Regions from separate parts of the Mus musculus genome. Here region 1 is linked to region 2. Evidence: chromatin contacts called from public promoter capture Hi-C data. All regions are on one chromosome and are shown on one strand. The core of a region is the stretch at or near the end of the contact, and the rest is flanking DNA. Distances in the headings are between cores, read along the strand shown. Region 1 holds the start of Phactr2 (phosphatase and actin regulator 2). Region 2 overlaps B230208H11Rik (RIKEN cDNA B230208H11 gene).

Evidence for each region. Promoter capture Hi-C pulls out the DNA fragments that hold promoters and counts their contacts.
Region 1: a promoter capture Hi-C map of the HPC-7 cell line shows a contact between it and region 2, with 2.3 times the contacts expected there. The contact joins the promoter of Phactr2 here to the enhancer-like site in region 2. A contact is called at or near these places in 5 of 39 promoter capture datasets (the HPC-7 cell line, hematopoietic stem and progenitor cells, liver and 2 more) and 1 of 115 datasets of contacts at active chromatin or transcription factors (bone marrow-derived macrophages).

The regions. Positions count from the first base shown.
Region 1 is chr10:13,472,987-13,476,970 of GRCm38.p6, reverse strand. Phactr2 (phosphatase and actin regulator 2) reads left to right here and starts at 2,575. Exons shown (of 13, transcript NM_001195065.1): 1 at 2,575-2,915. The coding sequence starts at 2,693.
Region 2 is chr10:12,917,163-12,920,828 of GRCm38.p6, reverse strand. All of the region lies in intron 2 of B230208H11Rik (RIKEN cDNA B230208H11 gene), which reads left to right. Among named protein-coding and RNA genes, the nearest start is that of n-TLtaa3, 3.7 kb to the left of the region's middle. Within about 2 kb of position 1,373, at least 127 of the 459 cell types and tissues checked have an H3K27ac peak or open chromatin away from gene starts, as enhancers often do. A contact at or near this core is called in the HPC-7 cell line, bone marrow-derived macrophages, hematopoietic stem and progenitor cells and 1 more, where this site is marked.

The DNA of each region.
Region 1 (3,984 bases), core at 1,326-3,825, 550 kb before region 2:
AGTCAAAGAAGAAAGGGCCCATAGATCACCAATTGTTAAGATCCTGAGCCAAGACTGGGATGGAAGTGGCTTTTGGGGACTCATCTCTGCACAGCTCAAAGCTATGGGTAGGATTTCCCAGGCAAAGTCTGTCAAAGGCAAAGATATGAAGGACAGTTTCTCGAACTCCAGGCAACTCAAAGCAATCCAAGCAAGAGTGTGGGAAGGGGACAGGACTAGAGTCACACCAGGGGAGCCGAGTGTTCTAGAAACCAGAGAGAAGCCAATGTTCAAGTGCTTTCAAGTCAGATATAGCAACAGCAGGAAATTCCCATGCATGGACATCTTGGTTCTCTGAATTTATGGCTACCAACACTGCTCTACAAAGTAGTGGTGTCAGAAGTCACACCACAGCTACAAGGGAATACACAGAAAACATAAGGACACAGGAATGGTCGTGTGGAAACGGTGTGGGAATGAAGGAGGGTAAACTGAGGGAAGAATATAGAGGGAGAGATCCTAACACAGTGCCTGGTCCCACACAAGGTACTCAGAGACATTTCTCAAATAAAACGTGAAGTGCTGAGTTGCTAAACAGGTGGCTAATGTAGAAATACTAGGTTATATTTCCTGGGTTCTAAAGCTTTGGATGAGCCATTTATCTCTATGAAGATGACACAGAAGATCGACCAAAGGATGGAGAGGCAGAGCCTGAAGGATGGATGCACACTCATGAAGCAAGCAACAGGAGAGAGATGCCTTGTATCTCCTAGGTAGTCTGGAATGCATGTTCCAGAACGAAGATTGACTTGCAAGCTGGGAGGGAACACCAGAGGACACCGTCAGAATATGGACAATCCCAAGAGCAGGTGTGGGACACAGTGGATGACAAACTGGCAAACGTGGTGACACGCTCCACTGTAATGTAAGTTTTCCATTGTAATGTAAGTAGACATTGTAAGGTATACTCTCATGGACTAATCTAGTTATGATCCAAAACAATCCAAGGGTGATTATTTGGGCTAAGTATAACCTCTAAGTGCCCCCTGCTACCTTACCACTGCCTTCTCTGAAACCACAGAGCTCTCTTCTGCTAAACCACACAAGAAACCAAGAAAGTGGAGTACTTTTAGAGCACCATCCTTTGTTTTACATAATTTAGTGTGTGTGTGTGTGTGTGTGTGTGTGTGAGAGAGAGAGAGAGAGAGAGAGATCTGCAGGACAACTTGAGGGAGTCAGTTCTCTTCTTCCGGTTTGTAGGTCACAGGGATGGACCCGGGATCCTCAAGCTTGCCATAGGAGCTTTACCTAGCCATCTCACCTGGTTCTGGAGTAGTGCCCATTCGCAAACTTTGTTAGCAGGAAAGAGTTAAAGCAAGTCCAGACGATTTCTGCTGACGGTGACAATACCCACCCCACTGCACCCCACCCCCACCCCACCCCCACAGAGTTGCTGTGAGAAAAAAAGCCTTTAACAGCTTGTACTGTGAACAGCGTGACCTAGTTGCTAGGCCCTTTCCGTGTCTGTGTTTTCTAGCTTTCCTCTCTTGGTTCTTGTTTCTCTCTTACCTTAAGCATGGGCTTATTTTCTTGTTAGATGAAATACTCCATACAAATCGAACCTGAGGTATGTGTGAATGTGTGTGTAGGGGGAAGGGGGCGTGGCGTTGTGATGGTTGTGTCCTCCCTTCCCCTCTCTGTCTCCTTCTCTTCCTGCTGCTGTCTATGGTGCCTTTGTGAAGCCCAGCAACGCGCCTCCACTGTCAAGAACTTGCAGAGATGGTCAGCTACTTAGCTTACAGCTTTTCACTTCTGGGCCAGCCTCTACTTGGGGACCTATCTGGGTAACTGATAAAGCTGAGATTTCAATTGGCAAAACCAACGTCCCCTTTGCCAGGCATCCCGGCTGCTCTTCCTTTGGAAAGCATTCACTCAAACCTCACATCTGTGACACGAATTCAGCCCTTAAAAGACTGATCTTTTTAAAAACCACGACCTTTGAGTCTGACCCAGTATACACGGAAGCTCAAGAATGTGGGGCTCTGAGAGACAGAGATGAGCTTTGACAAGGGCAAGAGGCGAATCTTGCAGGGAGGACCAAAGGACCAGACTTCACAAGCGACTCCAGATCTGCCAGGAATCCTCCTGCAAACCCAGTGCCCTTTGGCTCCGGTGTTTTGCACCTGTAAACTACATATGACAGTCATTGGGTCCTAGTCCTATTATATTACAAGACAGCCAGGTGTGTGCACGCCTGTCCCCACCCCTCGGCGACCAAGTGCAAATGAGGCTGTTAACTCTGACCTTGCATCTCAGCTCTGCAGCTGAAACTCCACTTCTCTGAGACCCTTTGGTTGAGCCGCTTTGGGTCAGAGGCGACAGACCCCTGTCTTACAATACAGGAGCCGCGCCTGGGGGTGGGGGTGGGGGGCGGAGCAGCCGGAGCAGCCGGAGCAGGTTCTAGGGCACCGAGCGTGGCAGGCTCGGAGGCCGGTGGCTGTCGCCCGCGGGAGCGAAAGCCGGCTGTAGGCGGCTCCTTCCTGTGCAAACTTTTCTGTGCTCTTCCTCCTCCCGCGCTGCGCCCCGCTGCTTGCGGCCGCCTCCCCGCCCTGCCAGCCGGCCAGGGGCTCCACGCGGGGCCGCGGCGGACAGCGCAGCCCTTTGCGCCGGCTCCACCCTGCCTGAGCTTGCTCCCTCCTGGCGCCTAGAGCGGATGGCGGAAGCCGGCAGGAGTCCTGAGATGTCCCCGGACCAGCCAGCGGGCCAGGAGGCGGCGGCGGCGGAGGCTCTGGACCCCGAACCCGAGGCTCCCGGGCCACCGGTGCCTTCCCTGCGCTGGCTTCCCGGGGATCCGAGTCCCCGTGGCCGCTCCCAGAGCGACCTGTCGTCAGCCTCGAGCCGGGGCCGCCCGCTCAGAGTCCACATCTCCGGCTCAGGTAAGGGTGGCTCTGAATGGCCCGGAGTGGTCCAGGGAGGGCTAACCCCGGCAGGTGAGGATCGCCGTATGGCGATCTTCCCTGGACGTTCGGGAGCAGCCGTGGGGGTTAGGGGACGAGAGCAAGGGCGAAAGCTGTAGTCCCCACATCGCCACCTCCTGCTGGGCTTCAAAGGCTTGGTGTCCCTTGGCTGAGCGGCAGGCGACCGGTGGGTGCGCCCGAGTGGGTGCGCCGCTCTTCTGCGCGGGTGCCCACAGCGCGATTTTCGCGGGTTCCCCTGGACTCCCGCTTGGTTGTGCAGCGCCAGGCGGCACCAGTTTTGGCTTTGGGTCTAGGGCTAATTTGGTTCTTGGGCTATTTGGTCTTTTATGGGACTGTGGTCCTTCGGAAGGGTGTGGTCCCTTCACTTCATGGGTAAGCACAGGGTTTGAAAGGTAACCCTACTCACTCCTACTTCTGAAATAGAGATTTCTTGGAGCGGGTCGGGAGGGGGTTGCTGGTAACAGGATAGGGGAATCCAGTTTCCCTGACTGTGAAAAGCCATAGAGGTGTTATTGAGAGCTAGGCCTGGCTCTGTGTGTGTGTGTGTGTGTCTGCTGTAATGTTCTCTGGAAAGCCTGGGGCCAGTATTGCTGTTGTAGAGAGAAACCTGTGTCCTGTGTCCTCTAAGGACAGGCGACAACTAGGAACTTCACTGAGACCCAATGCTACCCAGGCTGCGGTGAGTGAAGGAGGACAAATTGCTTAACTTTGTCTCAGTGGTCAACGTGGAACGATGGTGATGGTATGGCATATCAAGTGGAGACATTAGGCAGATTGTCGTTATTTAAAATATCCCGAGAACTGGAAAAACTTTTGTCTTTAAGTCCAACAGTTTTCAAGGGTGGTTTTTTGTTTGTTTGTTTATAATTTTCAACATGTGACCGCTGCATGGGAACTAGAGAAGGACGGGGCGCGGGGGGCGGGGGGGGGCATGAGAATGACCAGTTTCAGGAAAACGCTTACTAATGCGAACTGCACCCCCCAACACACATTCCCCTGCGGTGTCTTTCCCCACGTTCTGAGGTCT
Region 2 (3,666 bases), core at 124-2,623:
TTTATTAGTATATTCATAGCACAAAATGATGTATTTCATAGTGACATTTTCAAACCTGTGTATCCCGTGGTTTGCTTGTATGCAGCCTGTTGCTCTGTGATGCTCGACCCACCCTTGTGCTCAAATCCTTTACTCTTCCCATGTACTGCCATCTACGTTCAAGTTTTATAGATATCCATTTCCAAAGCAGATTCCACAGGAGAGAGAATCTGTGGTATATGTCTTTGTGAACTGTCTTGTTTCCGTTAACATGATCTCCAGTTTCATCTTTCTTCTGAAAATGGCCTAAGTTTGTTCTGAGATATGGCAGAACAAAAACCCGATTGTGCAGGTACACTGAGTTTTCTCTATTCACTCAGCCACTGTTCAGTGCCTGGGCTGACCTCTTTCCTTGGCAGCGGGGGTGCAGCTTTAAACATGCCTGCATATGTGTCTGTGCACACAGATCTTTGCGGTTGCTGTCTTAGGTTTCTTTGGTAAACACCCAGGAGTAGTATACTATATGGTAGGTCTATTTTTAGGGGTGTGTGTGTGTGTGTGTGTGTGTGTGTGTGTGTGTGTGTTTTGAGACAGGGTCTCTCTCTATGTCCTGGATAGACTGGAATTCACTATATAGACCATTCTGGCCTTGAACTCACAGAGATCTGCCTGCATCTGCCTCCCAAGTGTTAACATTAAAGACATGGGGTCACTACTATGCACAGCTTTTGGAAGGAGGAGATTTATTTTAATTGATTTTGTTTTGTTTTGTTGGTTTGAGGTTTTGTTTTATTCTGTTTTGTTTGTTTGTTTGGTTTGGTTTGGTTTGGTATGGTTTTTTTGCGTGTGTGATTTCTTAATGGTAGCCTTTCTGACTAAGATGAAATGGAATCTCGAGATAGTTTAATAGTAAGGATGACACCAAAGGAGGTAGAGAACATGCATCTATTCATATCTGTACAATTAGGCACAGGACTATTTTAGGGGTGTGCGTGTGAACCAATCTGGCTTAAGCTTAATTTCCATGAACAGTGCTTCTAGACCTAGAACAGAGTGATGGCTGTTTCACCATTTGAACGAATGATACAAATGAATGCCTTTAATTAAGTGCATAAGCTTCTAATTAAACACTTGGGAGGCAAAGGCAGGTGAATCTCTGACAGTGTGAGACCAACCTGGTCTACATAACACATTTTAGGCAAGCAAGGGCTAGTTAATGAGGCCCCAGTGAAAGGAAGGAGGGGAGGAAGGAAGGGAGGGAGGGAGGAAGGAAGGAAGGAAGGAAGGACATAGTTAAAACTGAATCCTAGGCGATAGGGGTCAGTATTGCACACAGACTAAAGTCCACATAGAGACATAGGAAGTGGCCTGCCAGTGTGAGCAGACTGCCCGGGGCAGTAATGGTCTGGGACACAGGAAGTGAGTCAGGCCAGGGCAGCACTGGCTGCTCTGTCAGCCCTCTCAGCCCAGGGCCCGCCCTGGGTGCTCACCAGTGTGAACTGGGACCTAAGCCTAACAGTGAGCGCCTCTAGAATGTTACGTGCACTCTCTGAACACTGAATAAATGAATGGCCCCCAAATCCCCTGGACATAGTTCACCCCTGATTCTGTTCATTGTATCCTCATCTGGAGGATGTGGTAGAAATGTGCCACAAATAAATTTTAATCAGGTTTGGTAGACACACAGACACACAAATGACTGCTGTATTAAGAAACACAGCGAGGGGCTGGAGAGATGCTCAGTGGTCAAGAGCACCAGCTGTTCTTTCAGAGGACCTAGGTTCAATTCCCAGCTGCTCACAATTGTCTACAACTCTAGTTCCAAGGGATCTGGCGCCTTCATACATATTCACATGTATGCAAAATACCAATGCACATAAAAATTAAAAAAAAAAAATGATAGCCTGGGCCTAGTGGAAATCTGTAATCCCAGCACTCAGGAGCCTGAGTTACATAGTAGATTCCAGGCCAGCCAGGCTACAGTAATGCCTGTCTCAAACAAGGAAAGTAAAACAGCAATAGCTACAGCTACAGCTACAGCAACATCAGCTACAGAAAGAGTTGATATTTGCTTCTTGGGGCTTGAGAGATTGCTCAGTGGTTAAGAGCTAGTTCTTCTAGAAGACACAGGTTCAATTCCCAGCACTCACTTAGTGGCTCACAACTGACACTCAAGTGCATGTACCTGAATGTAGATTCTCTCTCTCTCTCTCTCTCTCTCTCTCTCTCTCTCTCTCTCTCTCTCTCTCGTGCGCTACAGCTACAGCTACAGCTATAGTTATAGCTACTACAACAGCTATAGCTACAGCAACATCAGCTACAGAAAGAGTTGATATTTGCCTCAGGGGCTGGAGAGATGGCTCAGCAGTTAAGAGCACTGACTGCTCTTCCGAAGGTCCTGAATGAGATCTGATACCTTCTTCTGATGTCTCTAAAGACAGCTACAGTGAACTTAAGATATAATAATAAATAAATCTTTAGGCCAGAGCCTGCGGAGCCAACCGGAGCAAGCAGAGGTCCTGAACTCAAATTCCCAGCAATCACATGATGGCTCACAACCACATGTGTACTCATATACATTATAAATAAATAAATAAATATTTACCAAAAAATAGTAAGAGCAATTAAAAAAAAAGTATATTTGTCTGAGTTCTCCAGTCTCCCTCCTACATAACTACACACAGAAGTAGGCATGCTTGTAAAATCCATAATTAATACACATCCCATAAGGCCACACAGAAGTGAGTGTGATTAGCAAACACATAGCACAAGAGATTTTGGGAGAAGCAGATATTTTTTTGGTTTGGTGTTTGTTGGTTGCTTGATTGGTTGGCTTTAAATAGGGTCTTGCTATTTAGCCCAGGATAGACTCAGACTCACTAGATAGCCCATGCTGGTCTTGAACTCAAGGCATTCCTGTCCCTTGCTCCAGTACTGAGTGAAAGGACTGGATTCGGCACAGGACACAAAACCAAGTTCTCAGCACAAAGATTTATTTGCCCCTAGGGACAAAGGGCAGGGAATAAAGGACAAAGACAAAAGATGGAGGATGAGGGGAGGAAAAGGAGCAAGGGAGAATTTATTCTGCCCAGAGGAACAAAAGACTGCCTCTAAGAGGAGACAGACCATGGCCCAGAGGCAAATGTGGTTATAAAGGGGAGAGGAGATCAGTGTTAGGGTGAATTAGTTTGTTTTGATTGGGCATGGTCAGCCTTAAAGGTGGCTTTTGACTGATGGACATCAGTACTTTGATAGCTGGACCTTGGTGATCGGCCTTAGGAGGAGGAAGTGAACAAATGAAACCGTGAAGGCTAGCTTCAGGAATGCAATCTAATGGTTTTAACAAGAGGGGAGAAGATGGGTAGCGGGCCAACCTACGGGTGCCGTGCTTGCCATGCTCAGGCCCCTTAGAGCCTTCGCTGAGATCCCGGCCCTGCTGTTCCCGGTTCTGCTCAGCTCCTTTTAACCCGAGATCCAAGGGGGCTCTGAAGTCATCACCCCCCACCCCTTACCCCCCACCCCAGCCAGGCGCTTGAGCTCCTCCAGCCCTCTGTGGTCTCGCCTATGAGATCTTTATAACAATTGATTCAGAGGGGCCGCTGTGATGCAAGTGTAACGAGGGCGTGGCCTATAGAGATGGCTAACAGATCAAAGTATCCCTGTGCTAGCAGGATTTATGAATCAGTT